Linked DNA regions of Astyanax mexicanus: region 2 is linked to region 1. Evidence: chromatin contacts called from public Hi-C data. All regions are on one chromosome and are shown on one strand. Each heading gives the region's core, a stretch centred on a gene start, on an enhancer-like site or on the middle of the called end of the contact. The rest is flanking DNA. Distances are from core to core; before and after follow the strand shown.

The links. A called contact is a pair of places that touch in the nucleus more often than the background predicts.
Region 2: a Hi-C map of muscle shows a contact between it and region 1, with 6 times the contacts expected there. The contact joins the promoter of tomm20a here to the enhancer-like site in region 1. A contact is called at or near these places in 3 of 3 Hi-C or Micro-C datasets (blood and muscle).

The regions. Positions count from the first base shown.
Region 1 is chr7:2,309,659-2,315,893 of AstMex3_surface, forward strand. herc4 (HECT and RLD domain containing E3 ubiquitin protein ligase 4) reads left to right here. Exons shown (of 24, transcript XM_022685232.2): 15 at 54-170; 16 at 717-818; 17 at 893-1,060; 18 at 1,607-1,750; 19 at 2,462-2,628; 20 at 2,736-2,802; 21 at 3,334-3,416; 22 at 3,532-3,715; 23 at 3,864-3,966; 24 at 4,554-5,325. The coding sequence ends at 4,762. Among protein-coding and RNA genes, the nearest start is that of irf2bp2a, 11 kb to the right of the region's middle. Within about 2 kb of position 4,648, the one cell type or tissue checked has an H3K27ac peak away from gene starts, as active enhancers do.
Region 2 is chr7:2,344,568-2,351,403 of AstMex3_surface, forward strand. It overlaps tomm20a (translocase of outer mitochondrial membrane 20), which reads right to left and starts at 2,669. Exons shown (of 5, transcript XM_007238523.3): 1 at 2,485-2,669; 2 at 1,766-1,812; 3 at 1,518-1,599; 4 at 1,114-1,256. The coding sequence starts at 2,608. It overlaps arid4b (AT-rich interaction domain 4B), which reads right to left. Exons shown (of 24, transcript XM_049481085.1): 24 at 3,638-6,836. The coding sequence ends at 6,828. LOC125803034 (small nucleolar RNA SNORA14) reads right to left here and starts at 928; the gene lies at 794-928.

The DNA.
Region 1 (6,235 bases), core at 3,398-5,897:
CTATAATCCGTCTGGATGTTCAGAGAGGTTTTACTCCAGCGTTTCTGCTGCAGGTGAACGAGCGATCAGGGCAGATCATTCAGTACGATAAGTTCTACATCCATGAGCTGGAGGAGCTGGTGGATATCAGGCAGGAGTACGTGAGCTGGCTTCAGCAACAGTTCTCTGTGGTAAGTTTCATTATTTCTCTGTGAAGAAATTTAACAACTTTACTGGATAAAAATTAAACCTTCTTAACTTTCAGTGGAAAAAGAGTTTGTTTTAATTTTTTTTTTTTTTTTTTGGAGATTTTTTGAGTGATCCATTTATCAATAAATGTTGACAAATGATACATTTTTTTTATTTATTTATTTATTTGTTTGTTTTTTTGGACAGTGATGATATACATGTATTAATTCTTTTCCAGACTTTTTTTTCCAATATTTATATGGTCTTATACAACCTTAAAATCTGCTTTTATTTTGAAAGTATAATACATACGTAAAATGTAAAATATGTAAACCACTGCCACATAAGGGTTTTTTACTGGTTTCTGATAGAAGAAAATATACTATCTGTCTACTGAGATTCAATGTGATAAATAACAGTAATTAAATTATTTTTTTATTGATTAATACTCAATCTTCCAGCAGTATTTATCAATATGTTAAAAACATCTTTAAAGACGTTTTCAAACCTAAAACTCTTGTTCTTTCCTTTATTTTTCTTTGTCTCAGCAGCCCATAGACTCTCAGGTCAGTCTGTGCAGATACTCCTTTATTCTGGACGCGCAGGCGAAGACGACGCTGCTGCAGATTGATGCCGTTTTCCAGATGCAGGTGAGTTCTGGACACCTGTATTAAAACACCTCTGTTTCAGATTCAGTGTTCTGATTGGTCTGTTCTGTGATCAGTTGGCTGTTGACCAGGCAAACAGGCTCAGCTCTATGTACCTGTCGGGAGCAGCGATGGAGTCTGTGAACCCCTGCCTCATTCTCATCGTCCGCAGAGAGAACGTGGTGGGAGACACCATGGAGGTTCTGAGGAAGTCCAAAAACGTGGATTATAAGAAGCCTTTGAAGGTGAGGACAGGCCTGAAGCCACTGCTTTAAAAAAGTTTCATATTAAAGAAAACAACACAGCACCATTTACAGCTATTTTACATTTATTTTCAAGGAAGTCAAAACCATGTAGCTTAATAAAACTTTTTTCCTTATTTTCACTTATTTGTCAGAATTCTGAAAGTGCTGAAGTTTTTTTTTACTTTTTTTTTTTCCTTTGTATAAAAGATTGAACCACATCTTCTTAATAATCATATTATAATCTTTGCAATTAGTGGCTTGAAAAAGCATTCATTTTCCTTGAACTTTTTTTTTTTTCACATTTCGTCACCTTACAACCACAAACTTACCTGCATATATGACTGATTGATTATATATCAGTATATATGGTCACCTTTAAAATCATCTTTAAAATTATCTACCACTTTACAATTAATACAATACATGTGGAAAAGTTCAAGGGGTATAAATACTTTTGCAAGCCACTATAATTCCAAAGGGAAGTCCAAAATGTTCCTAACTGATCTATTAGTCCTCATATTAATTTAATATATAATGTGTGATCAGGTGATCTTTGTTGGAGAGGAGGCTGTGGACGCTGGAGGAGTGAGGAAAGAGTTTTTTCTCCTGATCATGAAGGAACTGCTGGACCCAAAATACGGCATGTTCCGCTACTACGAGGAGTCCCGGCTGATCTGGTTCGCTGATAAGGTAAAAATTTATGTTTCAGATGTTTGTCATGGGCTTCATTTGTTCGGTTGCTTTTGATTGATTTTGCCTCAGCTTTTACCTTATTTTTTCGCACTATAAGGCCCAGTTAAAATCCTTTAATTTTTTCAAAAATCGTCAGAACTCCTTATAATCCGGTGCTCCTTATGTATGAATTCTATCAGTCAGGTATTAAAGAGCAGTAAATCCTCTCCTGATGCTGAAGTACAGAGTTATACAGGAGTTTCAGTGAAGTTTCTCCAACACTTAGGCTGGAGCAGTACTAGCATTGACCACTAACTGCGCTAAGCACTCGCTTTTTTGCTGTTCAGAGGTGAGTATTATCCACCTGTAGCCTGCTGCTAACCCTGCTGGAGCAGCATTAGCGCTAGCCTCTAACCGTGCTAAGCGCTAGCTCTTTAGCCGTTCATAGGCAGCGGCATGTGTGTTTGCAACACCACCGTTCCTTACTAGTGTCGCACAATGCGCCTTATAATCCAGTGCACTTTCTGTACAAAATAGACCAGAAAATAGCCTTTTTTTGATAGTGCGCCTTATTATCCAATACGCCTTATAGTGCGAAAAATACTGTAATTGCATGATGTAATTGTTGATGCTTCATGATTGCCCTCCTGGAGAAATAATCTACATTACCAGAACATTGGATCCCGGGTGAGTAATTGTATTAATCAGTGTGTTTTTGTGTGTTTGCAGACGTTTGAAGAGGTAGATTTATTCCACCTGATTGGAGTGATCTGTGGATTGGCGATTTATAATCTGACTATAGTAGAGCTGAACTTCCCTGTGGCCTTGTATAAGAAGCTCCTGAAGAGGACCCCTACTCTGGACGACCTGAAGGAGCTGATGCCTGATGTTGGCAGGTGAGTCACTGAGAATAGACTCTCAGGACTGTGAATTCTGTTTTTCAGATTTTTACACCTGAAACTGATTATTAATATCTATATTTATATTTGTGTGTTTTTATCAGGAGTCTGCAGCAGTTGCTGGACTACACTGAGGATGATGTTGAGGAAACATTCTGCTTAAACTTTACAGTAAGATCAGTTTCACTTCACATTTTTAGTGTGTAGCTTTGGGACTGATTATACATTCAGTATAATGCATTAGAAAAGGCATTCTAATAAAGATATGCCTTAGTTTATTATATATTCGTATCATGTTACAGTACAATATATTTACAGTGTTTACATGCTTATTTTAAGGTACGTGTGTTTATGTTTATGTTCAGTACTTTTGGAAATGGAAATTAGGAGTTCTATACACGTACAATATAAAATAAAATCATAACTGTGAAATATAAAATACACATATTTTACAAGTATTTGTGTATAATCCAGTAATATTACTCACTCAGTCAGTTAGTCCACAAGCTCGTCTCACTTTCAGTTACTTTCCTGTATGATTCAGCTTGTCCAGGAATGCATGTGTAAAGTGTGTTCTTTATATGGAGCGCTTAAAGCCGTATTTTCATTTGCTGCTGTGAATGATCATTGACATCCTACCCGTGTTTATACACAGGGGTTTTGTTTTAATGCACTGGGGTTTTGGGTGTTTTCTGGTTACAGATCACAGTGGAGAACTTCGGTGCTACTGAGGTTTTGGAGCTGGTGCCTAATGGAATGGACATTAATGTAAACAATCATAACAGGTATTTGTTTCTTTCATGCCAAGTTCCTATATATATATATATATATATATTTTTTTTTTTTTTGTATTTATTTTTTCTAACTAAATAAAAAAAAAATCACTAATTTCCTTTTCAGGCAGGACTTTGTAAATGCGTATGTGGACTACATCTTCAACACCTCGGTGGCGCAGCTGTTTAATGCCTTTCATGCTGGATTCCATAAAGTGTGTGGTGGGAATGTTCTGGAACTTTTTCAGCCTAATGAACTGCAGGCAATGGTAATAGGGAATACGAACTACGACTGGAAGGAGCTGGAGCAGGTATGGATTACTACCTGTCTAATTACCTTATATTTAGCTCAGGTTCAATGCATGATATACTGATATATTGATACAATATTATGAAACACAAAAAAAATCACACAATAACAGTTTTTGGTTTTTTTGGGGTTTTTTTTATCTTCCTCAGAGTGCAGAATACAAGGGTGAATACTGGGCCGGACATCCCACTATCAAACTATTCTGGGAAGTTTTCCACGAGTTACCTCTGGAGAAGAAAAAGCAATTCTTGTGTAAGTGTAAAAACCACTTGAACCACTTGTTCAATGGTTATAATTAGAATAGCACTAATAAGGGAGATTTTTAATTAGAATAGCTCTCCTGAGGGTAGATTTACAATTACAATAGCACTACTGAGGTAGATGCATGATCAAAATAGCACTACTGAGGTAGATGTATGATCAAAATAGCACTACTGAGGTAGATGTATGATCAGAATAGCACTACTGAGGTTAATTTATTATTAGAACAGCACTACTGAGATAAAAGTTTGATTAGAGTAGCAATACCAGGTACCAAGGTAGATTTTTGATTAGAATATCACTGCTGAGGTATTTATGATTAGAATATAATGATTAGAATATCTACCTGGGTAGATTTAAAATTGCAGTAGCACTACTGAGGTAAATTTATGATTAAAATAGCACTACTGCTGTACATTCATATACAGAATTTCCATACTGTGGTAAATTTATGATAAGAATACCACTACTGAGTTAAATTTGTAATTAGAATAGCACCACTATGGTAAATTTAGCACTACTCAGGGTTTATGCTATGGTTTCCTGCCTTTGGCCAAACATTGTAGTTTTGTGTGCAGTGTTCCTCACCGGCAGCGATCGTATCCCCATTCTGGGAATGAAGAGTCTGGCGCTGGTGATCCAGCCCACCGGCGGCGGGGAGCACTACCTACCTGTGGCCCACACCTGCTTCAACCTGCTGGACCTGCCCAAGTACAACAGCCGCCAGATCCTCCAGGAGAAGCTCCTGAAGGCCATCGAACACAATCAGGGCTTTAACCTCGCCTGAGGAACGTCTGCAGCGTCGCTGTGGAACTTCAGGCGTCTTCAGACTGTAGATTATTTGATATTCCCGACTGTAAACACTGATTTATCAGTGATTTAATGAAAGAGCTGCGTTTTATACGAGTGCGTGATTCTATAAGGGTCTGCGAGTTTGAGGTTCGGAGTTAAAGCATTAATATTTCTGTATTTTACTTTCTTAAGAAGCTTCTGAAGAGTTCTGTAACATGGAGAACAGGTTCTTGATACGTTCTTCGGTGGTGTTGGTCACAAAGAATAAGAATTACGAGCATTGTTAATTTTTTATTATTTGTTCAGTTTAATTATTTTCACTAAATATAAAATCTATAGGTAATTGGCTTAAATTGAATAAATCTCTGCTGGATTCAGTAAAACACACTGATTTCTTTCTACATAATAAAAGTGTATTTATTGATGTAACGGATGGTTGAGCGGTAAACACTGTACAGCAGCCTTTTCTCACAAACCTGCTGCAACCATGTGAATATTGACAGAAGCTTTGATTTTTTTGGGGCCGATGTCATAAATAAAATATACAGCTTTTTCACATCTTTTTGTTCAGTAATCATTTCAGCTGCAGCAGGATCTATCCTCTTACTGTCAGTGGTGTTAAATTGAAGGGACTGTGTTTTAGGTCTATCATGAAAACATTTTATTTTATTTTATTTTATTTTTATTTTTATTTTTTACAAGATACACCTATCAAGCATAATATTATGACCACATCTCCTTGTTTCTATACCCATAATCCATATTATATACACTAGTTATATAATTCTAAACCTCTAAACTGTAGTCCTTCTGCTTCTCTGCAGATTTTATCTTCCTTTTGCTCTGTTCTTCAATCAATCAATCAATCAATTAAATAAACTTTATTTTCACTATGTGATACATTGAAGGTAACCCTCATTTTCAAAGCAGCCGAGCATTTACAACTTAAAAGAACTGATTTTTTAAAAAATAAAATTAAAATCAAGGTAAGCTAAAATAAGGATCTTCATAAACAAAACAGTAAAAATTACACAATAAAAGCATTGGCAAAAACTAACAAAAAAAGATTTAATTAAGAATAAATAAAGAAAATCAGAATACAAGTATAACTGGACAGGTTAAAATATAAAACAGAGGACTAAAAATGCAACTAAAAATAACACCAAGATTATAAAGAAAGTAAATGATTGAAATAAAATCTCTGGAATATAATCAAGAGGAAGATGGATGATTACAAGCCATCAAACCACCAAACTGAACTGCTTGAATTTCTGCACCAGGAGTAAAGCAGCATAGAGTTATCCAAAAGCAGTGTGTAAGACTGGTGGAGGAGAACATCCCAAGTTGCATGAAAATTGTGATTAAAAATGTTAGAAATAAAAACCTGGAAAGCTTTAAAATCCTGTGTGAACAGCAGTGTTTTAGACACATGCTGTGTGCCGCTGGGGGTTATGGTGGTTCTCTGGTT
Region 2 (6,836 bases), core at 1,419-3,918, 33 kb after region 1:
GACAACATAAAAGTAAAGACTAGATACTAGGGACGTCCCGATCACATTCAAGTTATTCGATTTTGAGTATCTGCCAATACTGAGTCCAGATTCAATACTTTGGTAATAAAGTTTATATATATAAAAAAAAAAAAATAACACATCCAAGTTGTCTTTTGAGGTTTCTTAAAATAATAATAATAAAAAAAAAAATATATATATATATTATAGATGAACCAGTGGTTTGAAAGCATAACATTTTACTGAAATAGCTATATAAATGATTACCATATAAATATTTTAAAAATATTTTTTTTATAAATGAACTAAAACATAAAACAATAATTATGTAATTAATCATAATTGAGATCAGGATTTTTTTTTTTAATGCTGGTTTTTCTCTGTTTATTTTTAAGGAGGGAGAGAGTAATAATAGTGTAGTGTGGTTTAATAGACCTGACAGACTAGATTTAGAGTAGAACTTACTTACATGTTTTATAAATCAGTGATCCGGGTCCTTTAATAACTGTGAAAATGTAATCGACACTGATTTCCGATCACATGATCAGATTGGGGACATCCCGACTATATACTCATATTAACAGTGCAGGTTTGGCAGGTTAATACACTAAATATTAATGTACTAACCCATTTAGTACTGACAGGAAGTGATGAAGTGTTGCTATGTTAACATATATCACTGAAAGTTTACCTGCCGCTACAGTCACGGCTGTATTACATCATCCATCAACTTTAAGAGTAAAAACCTGCATTATATATATGAATTAGAATTAATTGGTATGAATTAGAGATAAAATGTCCTAGAGGTGAAATAGTTAAAGGTCACTGAACACAGACCCTCAACTTTGGATTATTCTAGATGTTGATCTAGCATTCTTGCTTGTCCCAAAAGCTAAAGCCAGCAGTCGGGGGGTTTATAAGAATGCAATTAAAAAGTATCAAGGACAATCAGACTCTAAACGACGTTATATTTCTTATAAATCAGTGATCCGGATCTTTCCACCCAAATCCCATCCTTTGACAATAATGGGAATGGCACTGATTTCCAATCACGTGATCAGATCGGGGACATCCCTAGTAGATATGTTGAGGAAAATGACATGGGGAGCATACCTGGCTGATGGTGGGTACTTTGGTGATCAGCATCTGGAAGACAGGTGGGGGAAGAGTCTGCTGAAGCACCTGCAGAAGCTGCTGAGGCTGCCCACACACAGTGATGGCATTGGTCAGGTGGTCCACGCCATTCTCATAATCTCCTAATGAACAAAATTAATGGAAAATTGATTTTTTTATACAGATTAACCAAACACAAACATATCAGATGTCACCAGTTACCACATTACCACAGTGCTCAATATCAGCTGAGTAGCAGCTAAATAAGAGCAAGACAGAGCAAGATGTTTTTTTCTGCATTAAGTAGGTTAATGCACTATTTTTAGAGGTCACTGGATCACTAATATCTGATAGTTACAGTTTGAATATTAAGTTCCAGTCTCAGTAAGAAGATGGTGTCTCACCCTGAGCCAACAGTTCCTCCCCCAGCTGAATTTCATCCAGGAAGAACTGCTGCACCGCCGCCGGGTCCTTCAGATCCGGTAACTTTACACAGAACCAACACAGTGAGAATTAATACCAGAGAGTTCACATTCCTCACATTTCAGCACAGATTAGCCCAACAGTGTGTCTATAATACTGGCAGCTATAAACGTTTATAAGCTATAAACTTTTCCAAATCATTAATGTGTGTATGAGAGGATTATCTTACCTTGGCCAGTCCAGACTTTTCCTGAGCAAGTTTTTGATTTCTCCTTCCTACAAGTATAAATAAAAAGAATATCAGATTATATTTCAAACCATCACACGAATGAACTTCTTACCTACTGTCTATACTAAATGTTAGCTGATCAATCTACCGCAATCTAAAAATGTTCCTCCCACCACAATCACTTAAAAATATATACATAATATTGTATATCTGAAACTGAAAAATACTGGGTACTGGGTGTAATATCCTCTATACTGACACTGACACACACACACACACACACACACACACACACACACACACATACAAAACACAAACAGACACATACACACACACAAAAAAAACACAAAAACAACGACATAGACAAACACACAAAAACAGATACATACAGACAGACACAAACACACTTTGTGATAGACAGACAGACACACACAAACACACACAATAACAGATAGACAGACAGACACAAACACACAATTACAGATAGACAGACACACACAAACACACACAATAACAGATAGACAGACAGACACAAACACACAATTACAGATAGACACACACACACAAACACACACTATTACAGACAGACAGACCCAAACACACACAATAACAGATAGACACTCACAAACACAGACACACACACGTGTAAATGAGCTGACTCTGCTACAGTCTTAGACCTCATGTGTTAGGCCTAGCCTAGCCTGTATCCGGGTACTCACGCTCTCGGAGTTTCCGCCGGTAGTCCGGGTGGCTCCGGCGCCTGCGGTCGAAGTAAATACAGTAGACGATAAACAGAGCCCCGCTCAGACCGAGCGCGAGCGCTCCGTACCTGCCGGCCATCATCCTCACCCCGCGCTACCTGCAGCTCCGCGCGACCATCAGCACGGAATACGAACTTCCGGTCTGCTAAACGTCACCGCGCACAGCGACGCGTCAGCACGCACGCATTCTACAGAATTAATCTAACAAATGTAACGGCTAACATTCTGTAAACACATTTATACATCCCCAGAACACAGTATAAACATATGCAATAAAATAAATTATAAACTGCTGTTAAACTAGCAACTTAATACAGTAACATGTGTAAATATATTAATAGTAAATACGGCTATAGCCACAGTTAAAACCACTGTAGCTATGCTATGCTAACTTGTTAGTTAACCTAACGTTAGCTAACTAACAAACTATACTGTAACTATAAAACATGTAGCTAATGCTAGTTAGCAAGTGCTGTAACTATGCAATGCATCAAAGTAAAACACAAATATGAATAAAATATGAATAAATATATATAATTTTTATAATAACACCTTTAATACACCCTTAGAATATACTGTAAACTTTAATATTCCAGTTAGTGAAATTCCAATACCCACTTAAGCAATAATACAAGCGAGGGAGTGCTATATCCTGTAATAGTAACAGGCCGAGTTCTGTAGATCAGCACAGCAGTGCCAATATAACACGTTATAGTACGAACCTCAAGTGTATTATTGCGATTATACCACAGTTCCTTTATCAGTTATTGTTTATTGTTAAAATAAAAGTTAAAATAGTTCCATTGCTGCTCTGTTTGGCTTGTAAGCGCTGCATTGTTGCTAGGTTACTTGTATGTGGCGGAGTAATACATGGAGAGCTTCGGTTACAGTGCATTACCGGCTGATAATGGCACTCATATAACTCCTCTCAGCCAATCACATTGCAGTATAAAAACCAACTGCAGCAAAATTGCTGATATCAAACATTTTCATTTCACTTTACAATTATGTGCAACGTTGTGTTAGCCCATCACTTAAAACCTTAACAAAATACGTTCAAATTTATGGTTGTGAGGTGACAAAATGTGTGCGGGTGAACCACATACAACAGTTAGGATTGAAACTCACAAACTATGGCATTTATTTAAAACTGAGGATTTTCTTCTTACATTTGTACAATAAATTACACAATTCCCACCCTCTGATCAATCTAATAAATACAATAGATCTTTGCTTTGCCACATTCTCACGCTCTCTTACACAAGGTCTCAGAATGTTTTCGTTTTTTTGTAAAGATCCATAAAACTTTACAGTCCATGTACAGATTGGAAAATACTTTTAAATCACATTAAAAAAGTCCAATACAAGCACAGTTTAACAGAAAGAAATAAAGAAATAAAGACTGAACGGGAAATGGGGGGTAGGGTGTAACAGAATATGAAAACTGAACCAAAAAAAAGCTGAAGGTGCCACAGAGTAAAAGTAAAAACACAAAACGGAAAAGTAAAAAAAAAGGCAGGGGAGGGAACGTGTGGGGGGGTAGGACATGCTTTACCTTCAGAATGTACACGGACACACTACAGTTAAAACGGTAAAACTGTCTGTACAGAAAGTACATATTAACAGTGCAAGATATTAAATAGCTCGACTCAAAACACACCTCTTAATATACAAATGTATAACAAAGGCATACAATTACATACAAGTGCCAACCGGGACAGACCTTCAGGGTATGGTACAGTGGGCGGGGCTATACAAAGGAAACACTGGAGGTGTCGTCAGTTATGCACACGTACATAGTTAGTTCTCTTTAAACTGGAAAAAAGCACATTTGGGTCATTGGAACCGTTTCTTTTGTTTCTCTGACCACGGTGACCAAGTTACAAACCAAATCTTTTTATTGGACAATTAACAATTTTTGAGTTAATTTCAAGGTAAAGCCTGTTCCCTTAGAGCAGTGAGAGCACCACAGGTGATTACAATGGCTTCGACTGGATCATGCTGTACTGTATTCCTGTCTTCTCCCCACATACTAATGAACGCTATAATATAATACTCCAGCCAGCGAGAATTAAACAAACTAACAAACAAACAAACAAAAAAACGAAAAACAACGCAAACGTGTGACGTAACATAGATGACCAATTACTTTCCTCAGCTGTAAAACAATCATCAATCAATCATTGGCAAACTAAGTCCTTTATTATTCCCAATATACTGTATTTAATGATGAAACGTAAGCCACTGGCCACTGACTGATATCTCCTCAACACGCAGAAAACAATTGGTTTCTTAAAACAACTGAGAGGAAAAGCTAGAAAAGAAAGACGGCCGTATACAGGAGGCTACATTTAGAATAAAGGTTTCTTCATGGTAAGGGGACTTTTTTTATCATTGCACTTCCAAATACTGCCATATTAACTGTTCAAATTTCCACCAGCCGGGTTAGTTTTTATATATTTCAGTAGTAAAATACATTTCGAGTCTTGCTTGCCAGAAAAAACGTATTTAATTCTCTGTATGTAACCATCTACAATCATAATAATCTTTAGTTTAGAAATACTGAACTCCACGTCTCCTGTTGTAGCTGTTATATAAATGTCATAAATATCACAAATAGTAAACAGCCCTTGGCACTCGTCCAGCGTCTCGAATAACGAGATGAGTACATTGCAGAGGATTCGCAGGAGTATAGGCTTCAGCTGGTAGCGCTCGAGGTGAAGGGCCAATAAATATATTTATTATTTATCTTTCATAAGGCTTTGTTAAAGTGTTTAATCATTTTGCTGACTGATTAACATTCGAGCAGTATTGTTCCTCTTGGCCCTCGCTTGTCTCTTCTCATGCTTCTTATGCACACTACAACTAAACTCATAATTTAACACTTTAGCTAGAGATATATGTGCTTGGGGGCTGAGAGTGGTCCAGCAGTCTTAAGTTAAGTGCTGCCACTATGATCGGGAGATCGCTGGTTTGAATCCCGGTCATGCAGCTTGTCATCAGCTGCCGGAGCCCTGAGAGAGCACAACTGGCCTTGCTCTCTGCTCTCTCTGGGTGGGTACAGTAGATGGAGCTCTTTCTTTCCCCTCATCACTCCTAGGGTGATGTGGATCAGCACAAGGCTGCATCTGTGAGCTGCTGTATCAGAACCGAGTCACTGCGTACGTGTACGTGAGGTACGTCAATGATCAATGTTAGGAAAGTTTTGGAAAACAGAGCTACACACACTTCTGTACATGTGTGTAGGTGTGTTCTTCTTGCTGCTTTGGTGAGAGCAGACCTCTAGTAGAAACCTTCTGTAACATAAGTAGCACATATGTAGGCAAGTATGTGAACAGTGACGTCTGTTTATGATGCAGACGGTTGTCTATGTGAGCACCTGGCCAAACAGCAAATATATCTCCAGCCTTAGAAGTGTTATGAAACGTGAAACAAACTAAGCACGCACACACTGTTTACAACAGCTGCAGGTTTCGGCTCGGCACGGGTCGGTTACGCTCATCTCATCACTGCATTAATCTCAGCAAACGCCTTAAAACAGGAACGTCAAGGCACGACAACACCAACAGACCTCCGCACCCTCCACACCCTCCATCCACGTCCACCAAACTACAGCCAGCAGTGCGTTTCTGCAGCTCTAAACTCCATCAGCGTAAACCTAAACAGCAAAATGTTAAAAATCAAAACCAAATTAATAATAATAATAATAATAATAATAGCAGTAACAGTAACAACTAAGAAGAACTGCTGGAGGACACAGACCACGCCCACTGATTCACTGCCTGCATGAACTCGTTTCTGGTTGGTTTGTTTCATTAGGAACCCGTGCTGAACCCGGGGAAACACAGTTTGTAGTTCTGGCTTTTGACTGCAGTTCTACTCGCCACAGAAACGACACAATTTACATCCGCATGGACAAAGTTATTGCTCGGAACTAAACATCAATTATATAGAAAAAAGAAAAAAGAAAAGAAAGAAGAAAAGAAAGAAAGAAAGAGAAAAGGTGTTTCATAAAAAGATTGTTTTCTGCATTCGTCCGTCCCCAATCTTTCCAGAAAAAAGTACACTTGAGTGCAATTTGCTCGCAGAGGAAACAGCTGTCAATAGAAAATAGTGCTTCTTGTTGTCTGGATCCGATGTTTTCGGTTCTGGTTTTCCTTTGCGTTTTTGTGCCCCGGATGTTTGTGTCATGTGACTCCGTCGGTCAGAGTTCGGGTCCTACAGTCTGGGCTCGTAGGCCGGAGGCTCGGCTGGGTGCTGGTTAAGTGCTCTGTGCTGCAGGAGGGTCGTTACTCTCGGTGTCACCTGCA